4 separate regions of the Mus musculus genome follow, and regions 1, 2 and 3 are each linked to region 4. A link is a contact called in public Hi-C and promoter capture Hi-C data. All regions are on one chromosome and are shown on one strand. The core of a region is the stretch at or near the end of the contact, and the rest is flanking DNA. Distances in the headings are between cores, read along the strand shown. Region 1 holds the start of Eif4e (eukaryotic translation initiation factor 4E). Region 2 holds the start of Bcl10 (B cell leukemia/lymphoma 10). Region 3 holds the start of Rpf1 (ribosome production factor 1 homolog). Region 4 holds the start of Ankrd13c (ankyrin repeat domain 13c).

Region 1 (3,473 bases), core at 650-3,149, about 19 Mb before region 4:
GGTCCACAAATAAATGAATAAATAAGCAAAATGAAAGTGATTGTATACAGACCGACATAACACATAAAAATCTAGCCCCCATATATTTGACAAGATGAAATCGTAAGTGTTGACACTAGGCAAACACATCTGAAATGTTTAAAAATAGTCAATAAATCATATACAGATATAGAGATGACTTAAACTATAAAGAATGGGGCGAGCCAGGCAGTGGTGGCACACGCCTTTAATCCCAGCACTTGGGAGGCAGATGAATTTCTGAGTTCGAGGCCGGCGTGGTCTACAGAGTGAGTTCCAGGACAGCCAGGGCTACAGAGAGAAACCCTGTCTCGAAAAACCAAAAAAACCAAAAAACAAAAAAAACAAAAAAAAAAAACAAAAAAAAAACTGTAAAAGCGCAAGTCTTTGTGGGAACACAGGGGTACTAGGAAGTAGATCCTGAGTCTTTTTTTGTTCTGTTTGTTTTTTTTCTGAGACAGGGTTTCTCTGTGTAGCCCTGGCTGTCCTGGAACTCACTCTGTAGACCAGGCTGGCCTCAAACTCAGAAATCCACCTGCCTCTGCCTCCTGAGTGCTGGGATTAAAGGTGTGTGCCACCACGCCCGGCTGGATCCTGAATCTTAAGCAAGCTAGGCAAACATTCTACCCCTGAGTTATACCTGTAGCCCAAAATATGAGTCTTCACTGACAACAGAGGAAGAAGGTTAAAAAAAAAAAAACAATCAAATGTCATTTTAAACAAAAACTTTATATTGGTGGTTTTCAGGCTTGTCAGGATACTTTCTTGCCAATGGATTGGTTTGTGCTGTAACCAACCCTGAAGCTCAAAACAGGATATTTAGGTTGTCTTTTTCCTTTCTTTGGATAGAGATTCTCCTGTTTCTTTGGGTGGCCTAGAACTTGCCATGTCACTGAATTTAAAGTCCTGATCCTCCAGCATGCTGGGTTTATGTGGTGTTGGGGGGAATCTAGGCTGGATGAACACTCTATCAACTGAGCTACAACTCAGCACCCTAATGCTGTCTTCTCATAGAAATTAACCAGACATCACTTTACAGACAACAGAAAATAAGGGGTCAATTATAATTACTTTGGTTAGTGTTAACAGATTTGTACATAGAAATTCACCTATGTGTTTAGTTCATAGAGCTATGTCTACTTGAGAATCTACTCACGCCAACTTAAACAGAAGCTTTCGTTTAAAATCACTTCTGCCATCCTGGTAAACAAAAACACGAGCAGGCACTGGCTTTGAGTTCTTACACAGCCTCAATTATGTGTTAGTCAACCCAAGCATCCATTATGTACTCAATAATAGCTATGACACAGCTCTGGACAACAGCAATGCCATGGAGAGGCAGACACGAGATAGCCTGCTTACACTGCTTTTCCTGGCGGTAACATTTTTAAGCTGCGTGGAAGCCATGAGATCCTGGCTCCCTCATTAGGAACTTTACCCAACAGTGCTTTGACGGCCTGGTAACTTAGAAGAAAATGTAGCATGCCAGTTCTGTTTGTTAGTTGTTATGAACATAAGTTCATGAACACGAAGTTTCTGTTGAGAGCAGCTACATTCCCTTTAAAACTGCATCGGTGTACGCAACAAAGTAAAGAAAAGAAAATTTTAAGACACTGTTAAGGCTTGGGGATATAGCTCAGTTGGTAGAGTGCTTGCCTAGCGCTCAGGAAGCCCTGAGTTCCATCCCTATCTCAGCAAAAAAGTGCTCTCCCAACCCACCCCCACGCCCAGCACGCGCCAGTAATCCCGATACTTTGTGGGGGGGAGGTGGAAGCAGGAGGATCGACAGTTCAAGGCCATCCTCCCCTATACCTCAAGTTCAAGGCCATCCTGCGCTTCAAAAGACCCAGGGTCAAGAAGCAAGATTGCTAAAACAGCAGCGGAGGCGGAGGGAGCTGGTCCTTAAGGAAGGCACGCGCTTGCTTCTAGATTCCGAAGCGTTTTCAAAGCTGGTTACAGTCCTTACCACAGCACACCCTTGTGAGGTAAGTGTATTATCATCTTTGGTTCATAAATGAAAAAGTTGAGGCACTGAGCGTATTAAGTCACTCGCCTAAGGAGTATGAGTCAACGTCAAGAGTCATAGTTGACCCGGTTTAACGACTCCTGACCTTCAGTCCAGGGCTGAGTCAGCGGAGCCCCGAGTGGCTTCCCTGGCTGGCACCTGGACGTAGGCTATTTCCGTCCACGTCCAAGCAGAATACTGGAACCGATTGGACAGAACTTCCAAACTTTCACGTCCAGCAAGATTCACCCCTGACGCCTTCATCTCAGGACTGGGAACAGGAAAAGCCGACGCGTGCACTCCCCTTCCCCAAACGAGTGAGAGGGTACCGTGGGGCAAGCCCGCCCACCCGCTTGGGCAGCGATGGTAGCAAGGGACCACCCGCGTTAGTGGACCGGGGACTGGGGAGACGCAGACCACATCAACGACTCTCCATCGCCGCCTCTTTCAGAAACCAAGAGAAAATGGTGGGAGGCGAAAAGAAAAACTAAATAAAAAGCAACTTGTCTTAGGACCTCAGCTAAGCAAATGAAGCCTTCTTGCGTGTGCTGAGCCTGCAGTTCTCAACCTTCTAGGAAAGATGGGAGGACTGGGCGACAGAAGGCACAGCAGGAATGCCCCGCAGTGAGTGCAACCGGAGCTCTGCCCGCTGCCCAGCAGAGGCCTAAATCCAACTCGGCAGGAAGCGCCCGCGGCGCCGGGAGCCACGCACCCTCGCCAGCGACCACGTGATCACTTTTTTTTTTTTTGGAAGAAAAAAAAAAACTTCTTGCCTTAAGAAAAAAAAAAAAAAAAAAAAAAAAAAAGACTCCACTTCCCAGAAGCCTCTCCTTCCCCAAGCAGCTGCAGTCTTGCGCAGGCGCCGCTAGGGCCAAACGGACACGTCCGTCACGTGGGCAGGAGCCGGCCAATCCGGTTTGAATCTCATTTTTTTCCTCTCGCCCCCCCTTCAGGAGCGGTTGTGCGATCAGATCGATCTAAGATGGCGACTGTGGAACCGGTGAGTATTGCCTTCGGCCCCCACCCCCGAGCTCCCCGCGCTCCGGCTTCCTCCGCTCAGGGACTCCCGCAGGACGGCGTTACCGGCGCGCACGGCGCCTCCCGCCGCGTCCGGTCCCTGCCCGCCCCCGGCCTGACCTTCGGCGGGCAGCCTCGGCGCCGGGAGGCTGGCGGCGGCAGCGTGGAGCGCACACGCCGTGTGGGGGCCCGGGCACCGGGGCGGTGGGGGGAGGGGCGCCGCGCGGGGCCGCGATGCGGCGGGCGGAGGGCGGCTCGGGACACGGGCGCGGGGATCGGCGTGGGGTCCCGGGGTCTCGGGGGGGCGTGGGGCGGGCGGCTCCTAGCGGGCACCGTGGCTGGTGGGCGGCGAGCCGGCCCGAGAGAGCCGGAGAGGGAGCCCGAGGCAGCGGCGCCTCGCCGTCGCCGGCGACCCGCCGCCGGGGGTCCTCGT
Region 2 (3,414 bases), core at 130-2,629, about 12 Mb before region 4:
AAAATGTGGGGAAAAAATGCAAAAAGGAAAAAACCCTCCTAATGTTTTAAGTAAGTTTATGATTTATTCCTGCTTATAGCTGGGTCAGATGCAAGCAGTTGGTTGGCCAACACAGCTAGCTAGCTTGTGCCACCACACCCTAGCTGGAGGACAGAGGTGTTTGATTTGCTAGAAGAAGATCTGGGTGTAGTTCAGTAGTTGCCATTCAACAGATGGTTGCTACAGGAAAGAGCAAATGATTAAGCAAATTGGGTTATAACAAGACAACGGATGACTAAGGACACAGGAAAACACTCTAGTATACTAGACATCAGCGTAAAAAAAGACCTGGCATAATGTAAACACCAAGATTCCAGAACTCTGATCAAAGCTACAGAGATGTGGCTTTAAGCCTCTACTGGTTCTTTTGTTTTAGATAAAGATTCCTGTTGCCTTTGGTCCTCTTGACATTTCAGTCTACACTTGCAGATTTACTTCATCGACCACATAATCATTTTCTGCCTAGGACTCTATGTGGAGCACCTCATCCACTAGGACACGTTTTGCACGGGCTACGAGTTAAAATATCGTTCTGAAAATAGCCATTTGGCCTCCAATAAACAACTTCCCCATCAGAGCATCCCTAGAATTTACTTACTGAACAGAGATAAAGGATAACAATAAGAGAGTGTAACTGTGTACCAAGTAGCTTCAGAACCTTAAATATACTCCTAGAGGCCCTAGCTTTTTAAATTTGTCTCTACTGCATAGATTAATAAGGAGAAATGCTTCTAATGAATAGAGACTTAAAAGTACCCAAACACTACCTGTGCTGCTAAATTGATGGGATTGCAGGTAATTTTTAAATCTTTTAACAGTTTTTTTTTTTTCTTTGTGTTTTGTCGTTTTGTTTTCTGCTCTCAAGATCTCCTTGCTCCTGTCTCCCTAGTTCTAGGTGGTAAATGGCAGTGGCCCCCCAGAGCAGGCCCTCAAACGGAAGTTATGTGTGCGTGTATACATATACGTATGATCACGCAACTGTAAAACCTGGCTCAGCACAACAGGAAATTGTTCCGCAACATCTGGAAAAGAGAAGCAAACCAAAATGCTCTGGCCGACTCAGCCCACACTCCACCCAAACGAGGAGTCTGCGAAGGCGGGGAGATCCCGCTAAACTGAGCGGCCAGTGCTCCGCCCACGGAAACAAATCCTTCAGGCGTCCAATCCGCAAGCCTATGTAAATGACAAGGGGGCGTGGTTAGAGGGACGCCCGCTGTGGGCGGAGCCACTGCGGAAGCAGAGACGTAACCGAGGGTAGTACTGATTGGCTGGCACGTAGGTGGGTGGGGCCTGCAGGCAGACCCGCCTCGCCGAAGGGTGGTGCCTGAGTTAGGAAGAACGCTGAGCGCGGCACCGCTGGCCCCAGGGGCGGAGCCGGAAGTGGGGCGTTGAGGTCTCCACCTCCTCGTCCGTGAGCCGGCCGTTCCCCCGCTTCTGTTCCTAGTCCCCCCGAAGTCACAGCCTGATTCCCGGAGGCCCGAGCCCTTAGTCTGGGCGGGGTGGCGCGGGCCGGAAGGACGCCATCCCGGCCTGGGCCATGGAGGCTCCCGCACCGTCCCTCACGGAGGAGGATTTGACTGAAGTGAAGAAGGACGTGAGTAGCTCCGCCGGGCTGGGCGCAGCGGGGCGCAGCGGGGCGGGCGGGCGGAGGAAAGCGGAAACCCGGAGCTGAGCGACGGGGAACTTCAGGTCGGAAGAGCGCGGGGTCCTGGCACAGCACGACCTGCCTGCTTCCCGGGAGCTGGCTGGAGACGATCCACCAGCGACCCGGGAGTCCGCGGTTAAGCCTGTCGGTGGGCTTGGATGTTTCCTTGCCATCCGCTCGTCGCTGGTGGCTTTCCATCCTGCCGATCCCCCATCCCACGCCACCGCCGCGGGAGCTGCTAGCCTAGGGAGCCGCCGGAGTGTGCCCACAGCGGGCTTTGGACCAGGCATCCCCGGGCGTAGAGCAGATGGGTGAAACTGGTCTCTATCGGGGGCTGCGGAAAGCTCGCCAGCTGAACGCACGCCCTGGAATTCCCCGAGTAATCAGACGCCCACGTATTTAAATGAAGGGGGTGTGCGTACTTCTCGCTGAGACTTGGTTCCCAGGTAAACGTTGAAAATACTCCCGACTAAATTGGACTCTTCTGCTTAGACCATGTAGAACTTCACAGACACAGTAATATTTGAGGAAATGGCTTTAACCACAACGTGCTTCGTTTTTTTTTTCCTTCCTTTTAACTTCTTTTGCCAGAAAAAAAAAAAAAATCAAATGAGCACAACTTAGATAATATACATGAATTCACATTAAAAACCGGTAACTCGTTCTTACTTAGCACCAAAATGCTGCCGAAAAATCGTCTTTACGAACTTAACCTCAAGTTGTTGAAGATGTATGTGTGCTTCAGACCCCTTTTTCTACCATACTTACCCCTTGTAAAGTTTATTGCGCTGTGCCCATAATTACAACTGATAGAGCTAAGTACCAGGAGGGAAAGGTACGGCCAGGATAACTGCCATAGTTTCCGTGTTCAGTGGAGTTGGTAGGGCACCTGCTGTATGGAAAGCTACACATTCTACTTGAAACAAGGTCTTTGATACCCACTATAGTCCTTAAGAGGACAGTAAACCCTAAGTGTAAAGTCTGGGAGCTCTGTTCCCATGTTCCACAGTTTTGAATTTTCTCACAATCATTAAAGTACCTATAAGGAGAGAATTGCTTTTCATTTTATAGCTGGCAAAACAAGACAAGACCTGTCTGTAGATAGGGGAGGAGAGTGCTGCAGGCCTTTGTTTCTGCTCCGGGGTTCATTGACGTCATCCATCCTGACAGTTGCACGTTAGACCTGTGTCAGATGTCCATAACCTTAGAGAGACTACAGAGAAGCGTCAGGGTGTCTATAAAAATAGTGTTCCTTAGATATTCACCCTATTATTTTTGAAACTGCTTATGACAAGCTTAAACATTCATCCGCATTATTTGAATCTCCTTTTTTTCTCAACTCCAGGACTTTATTTCCAAGTCTACCAGAACTCAAACTATAATTTCATACATTTGGCTGTTGTTTTGTTTCTCTGTAATTCTGACTGTCCTGGCACTCACCTGTAGAACTAGCTGGCCTCAACTCCCTTCCTCTGCCTCCCAAGTGTTGGGATTAAGGCATGAGCCACCACTGCCTGCTATGTTCTTATGTTTTCAAAACTTGAACTTTTCATTATCCTTCCCCCAAAACTGCTTGGTGTCCCTTCTGTATTATCTGTCTTGATAAATGGTGGGAAGTTGTTTACATGAGGCTGTCTGTCTGTCTCAGGGTTTGCTTTCTGTGGCTTCTGTTGCCTGTGGGTCAGCTATGGTCCAAAAATATTTAATTATTTAATGGGAATTTGATACGG
Region 3 (3,394 bases), core at 81-2,580, about 11 Mb before region 4:
ACAAAATGTCTGACACATTCTGTAGTGCCTACTGATCTTCAGTCCAAAAAAAAAAGGCTTTTAGGACATTCCTCCCTCAAAATTGCAAATCAAGCCCGGCGGTGGTGACGCACGCCTTTAATCCCAGCACTTGGGAGGCAAAGGCAGGCAGATTTCTGAGTTCGAGGTCTGGTCTACAAAGTGAGTTCCAGGACAGCCAGGGCTACACAGAGAAACCCTGTCTTGAAAAAAACAAAAAAACAAAAACCAAAAAACCTCCACAACTGACTGTTCTTCCACAAGTCCTCAGTTCATTCCCAGCAACCACATGGTGGCTCACAAACATCTGTAATGGGATCTGATGCCCTCTTCTGGTGTGTCTGAAGACAGCTACAGTGCACTCATATAAATAAATCTTTAAAAAATAAATAAATAAATAAAAAGAACTCCAGTAGCGACCTAGCACTTACGAAAAGATCCAGCCAAGGTCCTCCAGTAAGAGAACACAAATATAAAATCATGTGTTAGTTGCTGTGTATGCTGTAATAGGGAATTTTTAAAATTGTAATTTAGACACAAATGAGCCTCATGATCCTGGGCAAGGCTTACTTACAAGTCTGTCTAGTTTTCAGTGCGAGCACAAGGCGGAAGAGAGCAAACACAGCTATGACAGACACTTCACAGTGCTGAAACTTCACCAATGGTTCCTTGAAAGAGTCTGGGGCCACGTTTAGGACCTGGAGTTTACCACCAACGCTAGGCAGGCGGGATGCGCAAAGGCAGGGGGCGGACCCTCTGCCATCTCCGGCCAGAGGCTGGATCGTCGGTTCCAAATCCCTCGGCTTCCCAGAGAGTGCAACCCACGGAGCAGGCAAGGGCCGGATTCCCCTACGCCAAGCTCATCCGGCAAAAGGCTGACGCTGGGGACCCCGTAGCCAAGCGAGGGGCTGGGGGCGCGCCTCCGGCCCCGCCCCTTCAACCCCGCGCGCCCCCGGCCCCGCCCCTTCAACCCCGCGCGCGCACGTCGCCCCCCCCCCAGCCCCGCGCGCTCCCGGCCCCGCCCCTGCGCTCGTGCCCCGCCAACCCCGCGCGCGTACCTTCCGCTGCTGCTGTTTCCACCGCGTGAACATCAAGTGTCGCCGCTGCTTGTTCTTAATCTCCGAGATACTGAAGCCCGGGGGGAAGGCGGCCGCTTTCGCGGGCTGCACCCCGCTCTCCGCCGTCCCATCGCTCGCGGCCGCAGCCTCTTGAGGCTCTTCAGCGGCAGCTTTCCTCTTCAAGCCTCGCTTGCCGCCACCAACACTTTTCTCGCCGGCCTTCGCCATGTTGTTTACGGCTGTACGGAAACGGAAGTGCTCTCTGTCTTTGACCCGGGTCATACGGTTTTACTTCCGGGGCCGCCAAGTTCCGGAACTAGCGCTTTGCTTTATGGATTAGCTATGTAAGAAAGTGCCAAGGCTGGACGCTGGTGGTGGCGCACGCCTTTAATCCCAGCACTAGGGAGGCAGAGACGGGCGGATTTCTGAGTTCGAGGCCAGCCTGGTCTACAGCCTGAGATCCAGGACAGCCAGGGCTACACAGAGAAACCCTGTCTCGAACTCCCCTCCCCCCAAGAAAGAAAGAAAGTGTCAAAATTCAGAGTTCGTTCCCGACTGTACATTATTTCTAATAGAACAATTTCTAAACAGAACAAGATTAAAAAGAGAGCAAAGAAGCATCACACTTCCAACGTTCTCACTGGTCTCAGACTTAATGCTTATGCAGCAATGCAGGAAAATCCTTTCATCTGAGATAAACTGATAACGCCTACCAGACAATGGAAACGGCCAGCTGCGAGGCCCCTTAGCAGCAGCAAACTAGTCTACCACTCAAACACCACAGACACCAGAAGTCAGACGAAAATTTAGGAGAGAAGAAGAGGCTTGAAGTTGAATAGATTCTGTGAGGGTTTTGTAAAGACGCTGTGTTTTGTGTAAGATGTAGTCCTCTTGGTGGATTTTGAGGGAGAAAATGATCAGGCATTTTGCTTTATTTTTAAGGCGCTACGGCCCTGACTCAGGCTTTGTAGATGCTAAGTGAGTGGTTGTCATAAAGCTGAATTTACAGTCTCCTTGATTTACACATAAAAAACAATACTCATAATAATTATTTAAGGGGACTGGGAAGATGGCTCAGTGATTAAGAGTACTGACTGATCTTCCAGAGATCCTGAGCTTAATTCCCAGCATCCACATGGTGGCTCACAACCATCTGTAATGGGATCTGATGCTTTCTTCTGGTGTATCTGAAGACAGCTACAATGTATTCATATACATTAAATAATTCTTTTTTTTTTTTTTTTTTTTTTTTTTTTGGTTTTTCAAGACAGGGTTTCTCTGTGTAGCTCTGGCTGTCCTGGCACTCACTTTGTAGACCAGGCTGGCCTCGGACTCAGAAATCCGCCTGCCTCTGCCTCCCGAGTGCTGGGATTAAAGGCGTGCGCCACCACGCCCGGCTACATTAAATAATTCTTAAAAGTTATTTATTATTATTTAAGAAGAAACTAAGGGAAGATGGGTGGAGTGAGAAATGTTAATGAATTGAACAAAGGTAGTATTCGCACAGCTCTCACCTTAGAGAAAAATGAGACAGTTTATTCTGGAGCCAAATATGAGTGGCCTGGAAACATAGGTTCAGGCATCCCAAAATTCCCTTTTCCAAGGTAGAAGCAGGTTCCTAAAGCCTTTTTTATAGTCATAGAACAAAAACTCGTAAACCAAGACACTTTCCAAGTCTGTTGTTGGAGCCACTAAGTAGGCAGTTACTTCATAGTGAGAAATCTCAGCTACAGGTCTCCAGTCACCACGGAGCTGAAACCAATCCTATTGGTTAGTGATGTAACTGTTGTTAAGTTGTAGCAGAACATAATTTATGTTTGTGGCAATGCTGGTGTAAATCCACCATGATGACAGTCATATAAAATTACAACATTACGATTATGATACTATTCATTCCTTGACAACACTAAAAACAACAACAACAACAACAAACCTTGTATGTTAACTGGCAGATGTAATAGTGCTGGCTTAAATATTTGCTTTCCTACACTTTTAATTTTTAGATTGTATTCCCATTTCCATTTTTGTTTCTGTAAAACAGTGTGCCATGTTACACCTGTACAACTCATATGTCTCCTGTTTTATCATATCTCTTGATTAAATCAAAATACCATGCTGAGTGATTACCATATGCCACCAATATTTGTGTAAGTACACACTATGCTGTGTACACATTGATAAAATTGTGTAGTTAAAACATTCCCCAGAATGTATATATATCCATTACCAAGTAGTCCTAGTACTTGGAAATCCATCAATGAGAATATATTTTCTCTAAGATTTAACCTATACATTGTGATCAGACAAGAGACACAAAC
Region 4 (3,466 bases), core at 944-3,443:
TTTCCATTGATGGCCGACTAGGCCATCTTTTGATACATATGCAGCTAGAGTCAAGAGCTCTGGGGTACTGGTTAGTTCATAATGTTGTTGGTGGAGCCCTTGTTGATCCCAGTTGTTAACAATGAATTCTATCCCAGGTGGTTCCTGTTAGACCTGTGTTTGCATTCCTCTGATTTATGTAAGAATCCAGTAACCTCTTTGTACCTTGTGAGTGTGTCACCCAACTTCCTTATTGTCTTCTGTATAAAAAGTTCGATTTGACAAATTACATTCAGATTCTACACAACCTCTCCTGTGTGCATCTATCTGTCATCCCATCAGACACTTTCCCCACCTGCGACTAGAGACCCATTCCACACAGACAAAGGGATCCAGAGGGTCTGTGGCAATAAAATGTATCAAAATTGCTTCAGAATTTTATAAAAACCAAACTTGTGTATATACTCATCTTTATTAGGTGTAATGCAGATATAGCACTATCATGAAGTTAAAAAACAAAACGAAACAAAAACCAATAAAACAACACAAGGGACTGGGGAGACTGGGCTTTCATAAGTTCTTTAAAACCTCTTTCAGATACTACTTCCTCCACAAAGACTTTTAAAAATGATTTTGTTTATTTTTATTTTATATGTTTTTTTTTTTTTTGCCCGAATGTATATCTGTGTGAGGGTGTTAGGTAGTCAGAAACTGCTGGAGTTACATACAGATAGTTGTAAACTGTCATGTGGGTGCCGGAAGCTGAATCCCAGGTCCTCTGAAAAAGCAGCCACTTCTCTCAACTGCCGATCCTCCTCTCCAAGCCCTTCACAAAGACTTTCTGAAATTTGATTTCTGTGTCAATTTAAACTAATAATTTCCCCTTATGTTATATTGGGATGTTACAGAATCTCAGAATTTACATTTTTCTTGTACTAAATATCTTTAATAGTACTCATATTTTGATGTCCCTACCCATTACATACTATAAGCCTTAAACCTCAAAGTTTAAAGGGATGAGATGTTTGTTTTTTGAGAACAGTCACTTGAGGCAACCTTCCTGTATCTACTTCCCGAGTGCTGGGATTGTAAGCATATACCACCACAATAGGTTGTCTTAAAAAAAAATGTTCATGGTGTTTGATTTCACTGAAAGAACACTTAGGAGTTTTAACATCCATCAAGAGGTAGCAGCCAGTAATTAGGTACATGATTTTGGCTGCCTACCTACTATTTACTGTTTTTTTTTTTTTTTTTTAAGACTAATTTTGTGTGTGTGTGTGGGTATGCACCAGAGGACAATTTGTTGGAATGGGTTCTTTTCTTTTACCATGTGGGTCCCAGGGATTGAATGCTCAGTGGCATGTCATGTCACTGGTCCATCTACTAATTTTGGGACAGCATTCACTCTGTAGCTCAGGCTAGCCTTGAATCCATGTGATCAATCCTTTTGCCCTTCCTCAGTTTCTGGAGTGCTGGAACTTATTGATGTGAGCCACCATGTTCAGTTTAGTTTTCTAAATGTTCACAATTTCATCACACACACACACACACACACACACACACACACACACAGTGCTTTGATTCCCACTCACTACCTCGACTATTCATTCTATACGTCTTATGGCACTTTTGTTCTACACCATTTTATTTCGCTGGGTTACTGTGCAATTCCTGAATCTGATCTAAGATCCGTTTCCTACTTCCAAAGAATTTATGTCCAAAATTCCAAACTGTATAACTAGCACTCTGTGTAAAAACACCAAGGACCTCCAACTTCAATATGCTAAATTTGAACTCATTTTTAAAGGAGTCTTAAGCTTTTTCCGGATTCACTGTATCCCAGAGCATGCTTTCATCATCTCTCACCCGGGTTACTGCCCACTTATTTAAAAACAATTACTCCATTTCCTCAAGTAAGCATCCTCCACATACTTTAACTCTGACGTTTGTCCCAAATACACTCAACTAACAGCTGTTTGAAAAATCCTCCATTCCCGGTGTAATAAACAGCCTTTGAATTCCAAAGTCAGGCCCTAGATTCCTCCAGGATAACTGGCCATCTCTCCTCGCCTACAGCCTTGCCAGCCTGAGCAAGTCCTTGCACAGGTTAGGGAACCCAGCAGAGTCTTAGCGAGTGTTTACTGAAGGTCCAGCGCAGCTGAGTGACGTCACGTCCGATATCCGGTGGTGTCTTCCTACGTCGTTCTGAGGGAGGTTGACAAACAGGGTTTCAGCCTTTAAGCTAGAGTTCGTAACTGCCGTTGACCTCCTCCTTTACGAAGGCCCAGAGCACCAGGTCAGAGCTCTGAGTCTGGGTCTGAATTCAGCCGCAGGGCCCGGCCCAGGGTGGAACCCTGTGCGAGAGGAGCGCGGGCGCTGCCCGGACCCTGACCCAAGCGCAGAAGCGGCCCTCTAACACTCCGCGGCGGCGTTTCCTCCGAAGCTCTCGCGAGAGGAGCCGGGGAAAGATGGCTGCGCCGGGTCTTTCCGAGTGAGGAGGAGGCGGCGGCGGCGGCGCCGGGCGTCGTGCGGTCGTGGTCTCTTGAGCTGCGGCTTTCCTCGTCCGAGACGAGGGCCGCCGCCTCCGGGAGATGCGCGTGTCGCGGACCCGCGGTCGCCCCGGGAGTTCATGCTGCGTGCTAGGCTCGCGGCCGCCGCTCTAATCGCCCGGCGCCGCCGCCGCGCCGGCTCGGCCCGCGGTGAGCCTCCCGGAGCCTGTCCCGCGCGCCGCGGCGGCTATGACCGGGGAGAAGATCCGCTCCCTGCGGAGGGACCACAAGCCCAGCAAAGAGGACGGGGACGTGCTGGAGCCCTGCGAGGAGGAGGCGACAGCCGCGCTCGGCGGCGCCTTCACCGGGGGCAGAAGCGGACCGGGCGGCAGCGGCAAGGGCGGCAAGGCCTGCCATAAGATCTTCAGCCACCACCACCGGCTGCAGCTGAAGGCGCCCGCCGTTCCGGGCCCCGGCGTTCCGGCCCCGCCGCAGCACAACGCAGTGACTGCCACCTGCCCTGCCCCGGCCTGCCTGGGCGGCAGCAACCCCGCTTTAGTCGCTGACGGAGGCGGCTGCCCCTCGCTCTACCCGGTCCACGAGTGCGTCTTTAAGGGGGACGTGAGGAGACTGTCCTCGCTCATCCGCACGCACAATATCGGACAGAAAGATAATCATGGTGAGCTTTGCCTAATTTCCGTCCCCTCGGAGGTGGGGTGGGGGTGACCGTTGGCCTCCGGGTTCCCGGTCCCTTCTCCCGCACCGTGTTTTCCTCTGGCGGAAAACCTCGAGTCTTTTCAGGTGCAGCGAGCGTGCCAGGGGTCAGGGTGCAGCAAGGATGTTTTCTTCTTTTCCACCTGAGCATTTCGGGACAGGTTGCATTTTCTCTGCGGCAGTCTTTGCGAGTGCCAAAAGGTCGGGCTATCTCACATCCAGGCAGGTCTTCTGGGTTTTAGGGAACGTTTCCTTTTTCCCTCCCTCCCTTCTTGCCGGTC

The links. Promoter capture Hi-C pulls out the DNA fragments that hold promoters and counts their contacts. A called contact is a pair of places that touch in the nucleus more often than the background predicts.
Region 1: a contact with region 4 is called in a promoter capture Hi-C map of pre-B cells. The contact joins the promoter of Eif4e here to the promoter of Ankrd13c in region 4. A contact is called at or near these places in 1 of 39 promoter capture datasets (pre-B cells) and 1 of 484 Hi-C or Micro-C datasets (CD4 T cells).
Region 2: a contact with region 4 is called in a promoter capture Hi-C map of pre-B cells. The contact joins the promoter of Bcl10 here to the promoter of Ankrd13c in region 4.
Region 3: a contact with region 4 is called in a Hi-C map of CD4 T cells, with 7 times the contacts expected there. The contact joins the promoter of Rpf1 here to the promoter of Ankrd13c in region 4. A contact is called at or near these places in 1 of 39 promoter capture datasets (cranial neural crest) and 1 of 484 Hi-C or Micro-C datasets (CD4 T cells).

The regions. Positions count from the first base shown.
Region 1 is chr3:138,524,292-138,527,764 of GRCm38.p6, forward strand. It overlaps Eif4e (eukaryotic translation initiation factor 4E), which reads left to right and starts at 1,900. Exons shown (of 8, transcript NM_007917.4): 1 at 1,900-2,003; 2 at 2,977-3,023. The coding sequence starts at 3,006. Mir1956 (microRNA 1956) reads left to right here and starts at 2,130; the gene lies at 2,130-2,194.
Region 2 is chr3:145,922,883-145,926,296 of GRCm38.p6, forward strand. Bcl10 (B cell leukemia/lymphoma 10) reads left to right here and starts at 1,380. Exons shown (of 3, transcript NM_009740.2): 1 at 1,380-1,633. The coding sequence starts at 1,577.
Region 3 is chr3:146,520,093-146,523,486 of GRCm38.p6, forward strand. Rpf1 (ribosome production factor 1 homolog) reads right to left here and starts at 1,331. Exons shown (of 9, transcript NM_027371.3): 1 at 1,077-1,331. The coding sequence starts at 1,304.
Region 4 is chr3:157,944,807-157,948,272 of GRCm38.p6, forward strand. Ankrd13c (ankyrin repeat domain 13c) reads left to right here and starts at 2,194. Exons shown (of 13, transcript NM_001013806.2): 1 at 2,194-3,150. The coding sequence starts at 2,721.